Linked DNA regions of Mus musculus: region 2 is linked to region 1. A link is a contact called in public HiChIP or PLAC-seq data. All regions are on one chromosome and are shown on one strand. The core of a region is the stretch at or near the end of the contact, and the rest is flanking DNA. Distances in the headings are between cores, read along the strand shown. Region 1 overlaps Macroh2a2 (macroH2A.2 histone). Region 2 holds the start of Tspan15 (tetraspanin 15).

Region 1 (6,393 bases), core at 93-2,592:
ACCCTTTCAACCCAACACTAAATAAGAGAGATTAAAGGTTAAAGGGAAAGAGATACCTGCATAAAGTTAGGGGTGGGAAATGGGGCAACATTTTTGTTGTTAGACTACTTCCTGTTGAGTGTCAAGTTCCTTGGGGAAAGACAGGCTACCTAATTTCTTCTCTGCACTTAACAAACCATGATCAACAGTGACCTACAGCAAGCAACCAACAACCAAACAATACCCCCTGACCCCCACTCCCCACACTGCTTCTCAGGGCCCTAGCTCTTATATAGTCTCTGAAGATGTTCCAGAATTTAATATGTCACACACTCATAGAACCTATCTGCAGCTGGCAAAGTCACGCCCCTGCTAGAGCACAAGACAAATCACAGTCAGCTGCTGCGGTCAGTCCAAAGTAGCCACATATCCCACATCTGGGATTATAACAAGAACATATTTTAAAAATATTTCTGTGTTTTTTTTTAAAGAACCCAAAACTCCAAAATTGTCACTGTATTGGAAGTTAATATGCAGTTGAGGATGACCTTGATTGAACATGTGATTCTCCTGCCTCCATCTCCTGAGTACTGGGATTGAAGTCATGTACAACCATAACAAGTTTACATGGTGTTGGGGATCAAACCCAGACTGACCTTCCTGCACACTAGGCAAGCACCCCGTCTACAGGGCTACACTTCCAACCCCAGAATACCATTCTTTAAAACAGAAGCCTTCCCCAAAGGGCAGTATTGATGAATTATGTTGTTGCCTAGCAACTAGACAGCAAACAGAACCCAGAGTTTTGTTCCTTGGGATGGGGAGTCCAGGATGATTTGGGGGATACTTTTGAAGCCACACAGAGAGGTGGATTCCGTGTGACGCACCAAGGGACAAGGCTCTAGCTTACTGTCCCTTATGAAGCCATCTTCTAAGTGAAGACAGCTGTGGCATCCTGGACACACTTTTGCTCTTGTTATTTTGAAACAGGATCTTTCTATGTAGCCATGGGCAGCCTGTGTCAGGTTTGCTCAGACACAGTCTTTCTAAGGCTAAAAATAATTGTTAAAGGGCTGGGTTGGTCTCAAGCTGTCAGGTAAGTGAATATTGTGACCAAAAAAATATCATATACTATTTATAACTTATATAGTAAAGATCACAATATATAACAAAGTATAACAATATATAATTATGGAGCGGTATAATTCAGAGTAAGTAAATTACATAGGACAAAACAAGAGCAGAGTAAAGCCAGAGGCATTTCTAGGAAATGAGTCAAAGCTCTCTGCTCCAGGGTGATGGCATTCCCTTGTTGATACAAAGGAGAAAGTAAAAATAAACTGACATTCCTTCTGCCCACAGAGGCAGCAGCTCACATTTCCACAAGGCCGGCTTAGCCGCAGCCCACGTGACAACGAGAAAGCCAAAGGCTCAAAGGATGATGGGAGATAGTACTAAATGGATGCCCAGCTGCTGGGAGATACACAGCTAGGGTTACTGAACCTCGCACAGGACATTTTCTTATTTATTTTTGCATGTGCATATGTACATATGTGTGTTTCTGTGTATATGTACATGTACTGGATAGTTTTATGTCAACTTGTCATGGGCTAGAATCATCTGAGAACCCCAGTTGAGAAAACACTTCCGTGAGGTCAGGCTGTAGAGCATTTTCTTAATTCAGGATTGATGGGAGAGGGCCCAATCCCTTATGAGTAAGGCCACCCCTGGGCTGGTGGTCCTGGGCTCTATTAAAAAACAGGCGGAGCCTCTCCATGGCCTCTGCATCAGCTCCTGCCTCCAGGATCCTGCCCTGAGTGCCAATCCTGGCTTCCTTCAATGATGGACTACAATGTGGAAGTGCAAGATGAATAAACCCTTTCCTCCCCAACTTGCTTTTGGTCATGATGTTTCATCACAGCAATAGAAGCCCTAAGACAATATGTCTCTCTCACATATACATATATACATATATATGTATATATATATATATGCATATATGTGTGTGTATGTATGCATGTGTGTATCTATTCATGAGTGTGTATGTATGTATGCATGTACGTGTGTATGTATGCATGTGTGTGTGTGTGTGTGTGTGTGTGTGTGTGTGTGTGTAGGGGATGGGGAACTTGCATGAATGGCACTCCACAGAGTGCAACTAAACTCAGGTCATCGGGCTTAGTAGCACTTTCCTTTATACACTGTGCCATCTTGTAGGTTTAATTTCCTGTTGCATCCCAAAGTCTGTTAGGGTTGAGATATTTTACACATCAACTATGGAATTAAGAGTAATCAGTCCTGAGACATTTCCTTCCTTCCTTCCTTCCTTCCTTCCTTCCTTCCTTCCTTCCTTCCTTCCTTCCTTCTTTCCTTCCTTCCTTCCTTCTTTCCTTTCTTCCTTCCTTCTCTCTCTCTCTCTCCATTGTTTTCTTTTTATTCTTATTTTATGTGTATGAATCTTAATTTATTGATTTGTTTGCTTGGCTATTTATTTTATGTGTAAGGGTGTTCAGCCTTACACACAAGCATGCCTGCTGCAGGTAGGGACCAGACGAGAGTGCCGGATCCCGTGACTGCAGTTACAGACAGCCGTGAGCTGTCACACGGATGCTGTTGAACAATCCTGGGTCCTCTGGAGGAGCAGCCAGTGTTCTTCACCACTGAGCCATCTCTCTAGGACCTTCCCATAATTCTGAAGCAGGACATCCCTATTGCCCCTCTGGCACCCGCTGCAGGGCCTAGGGAACACCACGTAGGAGGATGGAAAGAACACTACAGAATTTGGTCCTGCGCATAAAAGGTGACCACAGCCATCATGGACACACAGTAGTTGCCACTACCTGAACAAGTCTGCACGTGGCGCCAGAGATGTGAGAAGGAGGGCACTGGCAGGGGATCAGAAGGAGTTGGCAGAAATGGGGGAAGGTGAGAGAGGCTATTGGGGTGAATGTGACTGCAGTCAATTCTATACAAGTATGAAATTGTCAAAAAAAAAAAAAAGAAAAAGTCTATAGAATGAGGCCTTTGTTTTGTTTTGTAAAACAGATCTTACTGTGAAGTCTAGGCTAGCCTAGGACTCACTGTGTAGCTCAGAGTGGCCTTGAACTTGAGGCTCAGCTTTTCAAATGATAGGATTACAAGTGTAAATAAGAACTGGTTCATTTATTGGGAGGAGAAAGGGGTATTTATGCCCCTGGGGAGGTGGCCAGGGTCTCTGGGGCCAGGTTTGTGTGGCTGTGCACCACTGGTCAGGGCAGGAGTGATGGAAGATGCTTTGTGTGCATATCCAGGGAATGTAGGGTCTGAGGAGGGGATGGGAAAGGGACCGTGGGGGTGGGGGAACCTTATAAGGTCAAACAAGGACCGAAGCCTGGTAACTGTCAGGGCAATAGATTCTTACTGGGGCTGATGGTAGGGGAGCCCCTATATGGCACCAGGTTGGGAGTGGGGAGGGAGCCAAGCCTTTCCATCCTCATGTCTGAGGTATCCGGGGTTGAAGCTCCCTCTGCCCTTCCCCCCTAACCCTGGGCCTATGGTGCCACAAAGGGTTCCTTCCGGGTTTTTTGTTTTGCTTTTTTTTTTTTTTTAAAGAATTACTTATTTTAGGTGTGTGACTGTTTTGTCTGCATATATGTAGGCACACCACGTGGAGGTCAGAAGAGGCCATCTGATCTCCTAGGAATGGTGTCTCAGACGGTTGTGAGCTGGCATGTGGGTGCTGCAAGTTGAACCCAAGTCCTCTGCAGAAGCAACAAGTGCCCCTAACCACTGAGCCACCCATCCAGCCCTTCAGGTTTTGAGGCCAGCAAGGAAACTGCAAGTGTTTCTCTAGGAAAAAGACACAGCAGCATTACGAATGGGTCTTCAAAGACGGCCCCTGCCTCTACACTGGAAAGGGAGCGTTTGGGACAAGAGAACTGACCAAACACCAATGGCAGGTGACTCACACCAGGAAAAGAGCACTTCGGGATTGTTGGATCATTTCAAGTTATTTCTGGGAGCTAGAGAAATGGTCGGGTGGTTAAGGGCATGGAGTACACTCTTCCAGAGGACCTGAGTCCAATATCAGGGGACTCACAACTGCCTGTAACTGTAGCCCCAGAGAATCCAGTGCCTTTGGCTTCCACAGGCAAATGCACAAACTCACACTCAAGACGCTTACATCTAACTAAAAATAAAACTTTTAACAAAGATTATTGCATCGAGGCTATAACTCTGTGACAGAATATTTGCTTAGTGTCCAAAAGGGCATGGAACATTTAGTCCCCTGTCCCCTTGAGACAGGGTCTCACTGTGTAGCTTGGAACTCACTATGTAGTCAGCCTGGCCTTGAACTCACAGAGATCTGCTTACCCGTCTCCAGAGTGCTAGGATTAAAGGTATTCCTGGCCTAAAGGCCCCGAAATGGATCTCCAGCACCACAAAATATACTTGGCATGATTAACAGATTGTAGTGAGAGGAAAGGGGGTGTGTCCATAGACTGCTGGAGTCACGAGCCTAGAAAAATGAGTGAGAAGCTAAGTGTGATGGTGTAAGCCTGTGATCTCAGCACTTAGGAGACAGGAGGATTGTGGGAACATAATAAGACCATGTTTCAAAAAAAAAAAAAAAAAAAGAGGAGGAGGAGGAGGCAGAGGAAGAGGAGGAGGAAGAGGAGGGAGAGGAGGAGGAAGAGGGAATTAAAAAATAGCAAGGCATCAAAGAATGAGACCGGGAAAACAAATTAGGCACACAGTGAGACAGATCTTTAAGATCTGGAGGGCCACACTCAGGCAGAAGGAACAGAAAATGTCACTGTGTTTGGTGTGAGAGTGTGTGGTAGGGTGGGACAGTGGGTTCTACTGCAGGGAGTGGCATGATTGCTCTGAGGACAGCATACAGAGAGCCCAGGGAAGATCTGTTTAGGCAGGCCAGGTAGACAGAGGCCAGGTTAGTGGGTAAGGTAAGATCTAGTGGACAACATGATGGACCACAAGTAACTTCCCTGCAGGGACATCCGGCCATCGAGCGGTTTTAAGTAAGACAGGAGTGAACTCCCGGCCAAGGGGAGAACCCTGATGAGGAGGCTGATGTGTGGTAGACTCTGGCCATGAAGGATTCTCTGGAACAAGGAGCCTAGGCTTCTGGAACTGACTGCTCCCTGAGAGCATCGCTGCCTCGCTCCCATGTCAGGCCTGAAAATCTGCACATGACAAACTGCAGTTACTCAAGAAGTGGCTCCTGCAGTTCTTGCAGAAGCTGAGGGCTGCAGGCTGAGGTGCCTGGCACTGGACTGGCTGGGAGCCTCCCAGCCCCAATAGTTCCCTCCTCACAGCCTCCTCACTTTTTTCTTTTCTTTCTTTCTTTCCTTCCTTCTTTTTTTTTTTGGTTTTTTGAGACAGGATTTTTCTGTGTAGTCCTGGCTGTCCTGGAGCTCACTCTAGACCAGGCTGGCCTCGAACTCAGAAATCCGCCTGCCTCTGCCTCCCGAGCGTTGGGATTAAAGGCGTGTGCCACCACTGCCCGGCCTCACTTTCTTTTTAAATTAGGGGTTCGAGCAATGTATCAGTGGTTAAGAGCACTCTCTTAGCTGCTCTCTTCCATGGGACCTAGGTTTCATTTCTCCATTTCTATCAGTTAAGGTGGCTAACTCCAATTTCAGGGGGTCCAACGTCTTCTTCTGGCCTCCATGGTACTACATGCACGCACACACACACACACACACACACACACACACACACACACACACACACACACTCCCACCTTATAGGGTGACCTGGAACTTCTCAAATCATGATCCTCCTGCTTTGGCCTCCTCATGGCTTGAATGATAGACATACAGCATGGTGCTCAACTCTCGCATACCATCCCTGAGGTGAATGAAGTGGGTCTGGGGTATTTTATGACATAGTTCACCTACACTATTTTTAAACGCTTCTTATGTCGTTAATGCATTCCTGTTTCACATGTCACTTTCCCACTAAAGTATCTAGGTATTCCTCAGAGGAATGCAAGCAGTAACTGCCCTAGACTGTTGTCTCTGATGGTGGCACACAGGAACAAAATGACGCTGAGTGTTGAAAATGTCCACGGTTTCTGTATCCGTGCTGTCTGAAGCTGCTGACCTCATACATGTCTTGCAAGTGCGCTCTGTCCCGGAGGAAGCAGGAACTGCAGATTGGAAGTTTGAATATCTGACAAGCTGAGGAGGAGGGGTCAGGAGCCAGGAAATGCAGGGAGCACCAGCTGTCACTAGCACTGTCCTATGAGCTGGGGACGCAGGACAATATCAAATGTTCCTGTCATCTCACAGTGGTTGTCTAAGTCAGCAGGCAGTGCTCAAATGCATGCGGCTCCTGGCAGAGAGGAAGAAAGGAGCCCGGAGTGGGAGCAGGGGGCTTTGTGCACCCCTAAGTCATTGGCTTCAACAAACT
Region 2 (5,987 bases), core at 1,804-4,303, 470 kb after region 1:
GCACTCACACTCTGGGTTGGTAAGTGAGTAACCCTTGCTCTGACCTGTCTTCTTGCCAGGGGAGAGGCAGGAGATTGCATCCAGATAATGGGTTTTTCTGTAAATGCTTTTCAATTAGCAGGAAACTCAATCCAGACAAATTACTTAACCGGCAGCCGCCCGCTGCCACTCTGCAGTCACCCTGCAGTCACACTCTGGTACCTGGAGCCGTCCCAGCAGCCTTGCCCACAGCTGAGTTCTTGGCCTGGGTGGGGAGATTTTTTTTTTTTTAAAGTAGAAATACCGTCAGGGATGGCTCGGTTGGTACACAGCAGGCTTGGTTGGCTAAAGAGGGTGGAGTGGGGGTGGGGAGGGGCTGCAAGGGGCAGTGATTTGGGCCTTGTGAGCTCTTCTGATTTTATATAACTGTGTTTTACTTTGACAAGGTTTGGGGGGGGGTCTGTATCTCACCAGGTTCAGCCAGCTCTTTCCTCATTCTCTCTCACTACTAGTCCTAAAAAGGGATGCTGTGGGTGTGCAAGACAGAGTGTAACACATTCCCATTTTACAGGTGTAAAGGGGGAGGCATGAAGAGCCAGTGGTTACACACTGAGGAGGTATGGAATGGAGGTGAGGAGGGAGAGGGAATGGGACCCCCCACCTTTCCACCCTTGTCCTCAACTTTCCCTTTTGTCTCTGACTTATAGACAGGACTAAACTGAGCAGAATCACTGTGGTCTCCCAGGCCCATCCAGCGTTGGGGTTTTCAACCCTGGCTCACACTGCAGTTGTGTGAGGAGCTGAGGTACACAGTAATAAACACGTGTGCCAAGGCACAGGGATCTGTTGGAAACCTCCCAGTTAATTCCGATGCAACTTTGGGTGAGAGCCTCTGAGTTATAGCTCAAATCGTCTATCCGAACCTTCAGACTCCCTGCAACTCATACCCCATGTCTCTGCCCCACCCTCTACCCTTGGGAGCCTAGCAACACTGCTAATCTTTCTTTCGGGGTACCTGGAGTTGAAGCTAGCCAAAGGCTAGAACCAACATTTCTGAGACCCAAAACAGATATCATTTGCCTACAATATGCCAGTGAGTCTGGGACATAGCAGGACTAGAATCAAGATCTACTGACTGCCAGCAGGGTCGCCTTGTAAAGGGCTCCCATTCAAAGGCAGTCTTGATGGCCAGCCCAGCAGTTCCTGCCCACAGAAGAAATGCAGTAAGGAGCTGAGGAAGAAGAGAAGAAAGACAAAGGGAGAGAAAGTAGAGGAAGGGAGGGAAGGAGGGAGGACCTTATTTTCAGGGGACCCTTTGGGATCTCTGGACAAGCCTATCTACATACACACTTCTGTAGAGGTAAACACAGGGCCAACCTGTGGAAAGATATCCTCGTGTCTAGACTGAAGTCCAGTTATTCTAAAATGCCCTGATAAGCCAGGGGTAGTGGCACACCCCTGTGATCCCAGTACCCAGTGTGTGGGAGGTACAAACAGGAGGATCCAATGTTCAAGGTCATTGTCAGCTACACAGTGAGTTTGGGACCAGCCTAGATGACATGAGACCCTGTGGGGGGAAATGTCCCTGGGGACCTTTTAGCTTATACCATTCACAGGCAAAGATTCTTGCCCATAATAACATTAATGGTGCCAGACATGGTGTCTTACAACTGTAACTCCAATACTTGGAAGGCTAAGGCAGGAGGATTACTGAGTTCAAGATTAGCCTGGACTATTTAGTGAGTTCTAAATCAACCAGAAATGCATAAGATGCTGTCTCAAAACAAATAAGCAAACACACACACACACATATACACCACCACCAGCTAGACTAAGCTATAGTAAGACCCTGTCACAACAATAACTACAACAATAATAATAGGTGCCTTTAATGCCAGCACTTGGGTGACAGAGGCAGTTACATACAGAGGCCCTGTCTCTAAAAAAAACCCAAAAAACAATAGCAATAACAATAAATACTAATAATTATTATTTATTGTTAATGTTTTTATAATTATAATATAATAATTATATTATTACTATCTCCCCCCTTTTTTTTAGCTCTCTGTGGCCTCATCTTGGCCTGCGTTATTTTACTTCCACAACCATCCAAGTGTTTAATAACTACTGTCTCCAACTACAGATGAGAAAACTATGGTCAGAGAAATGAAGGAACTTTCCAGACCATTCAGCTAGGAAGTGGCGGGTAGTATTCAAAGCCTGGTTGTGCGCAACCAATGCCATCCTGATCCTCTATGGGCAATGCCAGACCTCATGAAAATAGCAACACCATCCAGGAGCCGCCGGGTTGTCAAGTGGAATGCCGCACTCCAACAAGAAAGCATTTCCTTCCAACAAGGAAGAAAGCAAGATGCCCAAGAGAAACATCTTGGTCAGAGGAAAGGCACAGGCAAGTAGCAACAGGGGCCAGACTTGGAATCCAGGTGGCCACAAGCACAAAAGCTGCCCACCTTTGGCCAGGCTGTGGAGAGTCACACCCTGAAGGCGTGGTGGGCGCAGTCAACAACGTACCCGCGCCCTACACAGCAGCCAGAGGATGCACAGCAGACTCGGCTGGCGAGCCGGACCCCATTAGGTAGGAGCTCAGCAGCATAGGTGAACAAAGTGGCGTCCTGTGGGCAACAGGGCTCGAACGCTGAGGACTGACTGGGCTGCTGGAACCGAGCAGAGCTGGGGCCGCCAAGGTATCCCGGTTCCCAGGGAAGTGGTGCGAGAAGCCCTCCCGCACTCCCGGCGGCCTCTCTGAGTGGCTGAAGCTGAACCCAAGCCTGGGTCGAGTGTTAGGGGGCCATCGAAGGAGTGTGGACCGTCCCATACCCCACCCCGACCCCGGCTCCACGGGCTCCATCACTCACCCAGAACACGGTGGAGTAGATGATGAGAGAGAACTTGAGCCAAAGATAGGAGAAGCGCGCGCAGTAGCGCACCTGCTCCGAGTCCCCGCGAGGCATCTTGGCTCCCGCGCGGGGCTGCGGGGCTGCCTCGATCCGGCCACCGCTCCAGGCCCCACCTGCGGCTGTCCCGCGGCCTGGCCCGCCACCCGCGCTCTCTCCCTGGACTGACTCAGGCGCGCCGCAATCACCGCTCGGGCCAGGGAGCGGACAATGCGGGCAGCCAATGGACGCGAAGGGGCGTGTCGGGGGCGTGTCGCGCTGTCGGGGCGTTGTTTCTATTCTAGGGGCGTGGCTTAGGCTACAGTGGACCGGGTGAGAGAAGGGGGCGAGACTCAAAAAAGGAGCGCTCCTGTGCATAGATCCTGTCCTCGATTTGTATCTCAGCGTGGGAGCGTGTGGCCTGGAGAGGCGCAGGAGTAAGGGCGAGCGTGCCCAGTTCTGTATTAGAAAACAGGGTGCTCGCACTGTAGTTCAGTGATAGAGGACTGCCTAAGAGCCTGAGTTCCTAAGTACCGTCAAAAATAAGGCTGGCTTTCCACGGGTGTGATTGAATACTGCGAGAAAGGACAGCGACAGTGGAGACAGTTAGGAGGAGGCAGAGACAGGCGGATCTATGTGAGTAATCTGGTCTGCACTGTGAGTTCCAGGACATCCAGAGCTACTCAGTGAGATCCTGTCTCGAAAACAAACAAACAAACAAACAAGCAAAACAAAACAAAACAAAATACCAAGTGTGTTGTTGTTGCAGTTACATCCTAGCGCACACCTTTGATACCTTGCATTCAGGAGACAGAAGCAAGTGGATCCCTGAGTTTGAGGGCAGCCTGGTCTACATAGCAAGTTTCAGGCCAGCCAAGGCTGTGTGACACTCAGTCTGAATAAAACACAAAACAAAAACAGCAAGTGAGTGTGTAAGAGTGATGGTCACATCCTGGAAGGTCACCAGTCCAGGGTGTTCCATTGGAGCAGCAGACTTCCGGAGACAGATCTGCCCCAGGCTCGTCAACCAGCTGACCATGGAAATTCCCTTTTGCCCTCCAACTCTGCTCCCAAAAAAAAAAGTTCTTCTCCCAGAAAATCCTCTTCTAGGACCTTCTACAAACCTAGTCACTACTCACTCACTCAGCCAGGGTCTGACCTCCCTCCAGCCTTCCCTTGGTGGGCTGGGCCACAGGTAGCTATGAATCGTTTTTCCTTGGTAAATGTTCCCAGCTGTCTTCTGTTGTTTTCCTGTCTCCGGCCTAGCCTGACTCTGTGCAGAGCCTGAGAACCAGACAGTCTGTGTTTGTGACAATCGGTAATTAAATGCATAGCTGCTAGTCAAAAGCTCTGAAAGTTCTGGTGGTGAATCTGGAAATGGCACCTGTAGACAAGTTCCCTGGGCTGAGAGGGGGGGAGTGTTCAGGAGGTGGGCAGGTCAGGTGCTAATCCTGGTATTTCTACTTAGAGAGAGAGAGAGAGAGAGAGAGAGAGAGAGAGAGAGAGACTGTCTGAATGTCATTGAGTCTGTGGGTGCTCTTGCATCCAAAGGAGATGTTGGATTTCTTGAAGCTGAAGTTATAGGTAGTGAGTGGTACGCCAACAGACGTGGGTACTAGGAACCGTACGTAGGTCTTCTGCAAGAACAGGAAGCCCTCGTGAGCCTGAGCCATCTCTCAGGGACTGTACTTTTTGTTTTGTTTTTAGAAACATCTCATTATGAAGCACACACACATTAATTAAGCATAGACTGGATAAAGTATCCTAGAGTTTACAGAGGTGCTCCTTCACATAGAGGCAGCGCACAAGGCTAGATCCTTGGGGGGGGGGGGTGAGGGGCACACATCTGTTAGCTTCCTGAATCCTGTCTCTCGAATGTCCTTGAGCAGGCCTTTCCTGCAAGGACGGACAATTGAGTCTTAAGTGAAGTTACAGGAACCGGTTTTGTGGCTACCTGCTCATAAAGGTTAGCATTGTCGCTATCTGCACGGGCCTGAGAACATGTGCTGAGATTTCTCTTCATGATAACCTGGCAGGAACATTTAGAGGGAAGCTATCCTTGACAGTAATGGCTCCAATCATGGATCGAGAACAAGGTAATGATTGTATGCATCTGTGTCCTTGGGTAAGTCTGCAGCTATATATACAACTGGATCCAAGACTCTCTCTGCATCTCTGAAACAATGAGGTCTGACCATTTCTATTCAGCCCAGACAACCTTAGATTCCTTCCTTAACAGATCAATCAGCAAATGTGTAAAAGCACAGAAGAGGTTAACCTCAGATGCAGGTGTATGCTAATGATGTAATGAGTGTCCGGTGGAGAGCCAGAGGGTGGGGGCAGTGACAAGAAAGGAACTCTTGTCTTTCTTAACTCTGCAAAGGACAGCAACTTCTGCCTAGCTGTTGAAGGTAAACCAAACCAGAGACTCTACTTATTTCCTGTTATGGCACAGGCCACTAGTAAGGTTTATGTGGAGACAGGTGTGGAATCTAACCTGTCGTTCAGAAGACAGCTAGGGAGATCCAGTGATAGGAGGGAGGCGCTGAGGTGGAGGCTGTGAAACCATGGGGGCCAGAGGTTGAATTGGCTTATTTCTAGCTCGCAGGCCCCGCACACCCCAGGGTGGTTGTGACTTTGGCCCAGCAAGAAATCATGAACTTACTCAAAACATTGCAGAAAGCTCTTTTACAACCTTTTTTTTTTTTTTTGGTAACTTGATTACATGCATCTCAGACTTGCACTTTGTAGACAACAGTGTCCTGTCACGAGATATCAAAACGGTAGCTTTGTCTGGTAGAGGAGGGCTTGATGAGGGGTGGGTGTGGCTTGTGAGGAAAGAGATGTCTGGAATCAGCCCTAGGTTTGGTTTGGATAAGTTTGCATTGAACAAGTAGGCAGATGCTCCTGTCATTTACAAAGAGTGAAGAGGAAAGGCAGGGATAGATGCCAGTAGATGTTGGTAATGGTGGTAGTGATTGATGGTGGTGATGATGATGACGATGGTGGTGATGATAGTGGTGAAGTGGAAACTTAAGGGTTCTTTGGTCCAAAGTCTGTTAGATGGTGTTTTGCTGGGGCAAACACATGAAGGAATGTTTCACTGAAGTGGTG

Evidence for each region. HiChIP or PLAC-seq counts read pairs in DNA pulled down with a chosen protein or histone mark.
Region 2: a contact with region 1 is called in a FOXA1 HiChIP or PLAC-seq map of pancreatic cancer cells. The contact joins the promoter of Tspan15 here to the enhancer-like site in region 1. A contact is called at or near these places in 2 of 115 datasets of contacts at active chromatin or transcription factors (embryonic stem cells and pancreatic cancer cells).

The regions. Positions count from the first base shown.
Region 1 is chr10:61,758,724-61,765,116 of GRCm38.p6, forward strand. All of the region lies in intron 1 of Macroh2a2 (macroH2A.2 histone), which reads right to left. Among named protein-coding and RNA genes, the nearest start is that of Mir5108, 13 kb to the right of the region's middle. Within about 2 kb of position 1,343, at least 105 of the 459 cell types and tissues checked have an H3K27ac peak or open chromatin away from gene starts, as enhancers often do. A contact at or near this core is called in pancreatic cancer cells, where this site is marked.
Region 2 is chr10:62,228,165-62,234,151 of GRCm38.p6, forward strand. It overlaps Tspan15 (tetraspanin 15), which reads right to left and starts at 3,054. Exons shown (of 8, transcript NM_197996.2): 1 at 2,856-3,054. The coding sequence starts at 2,951.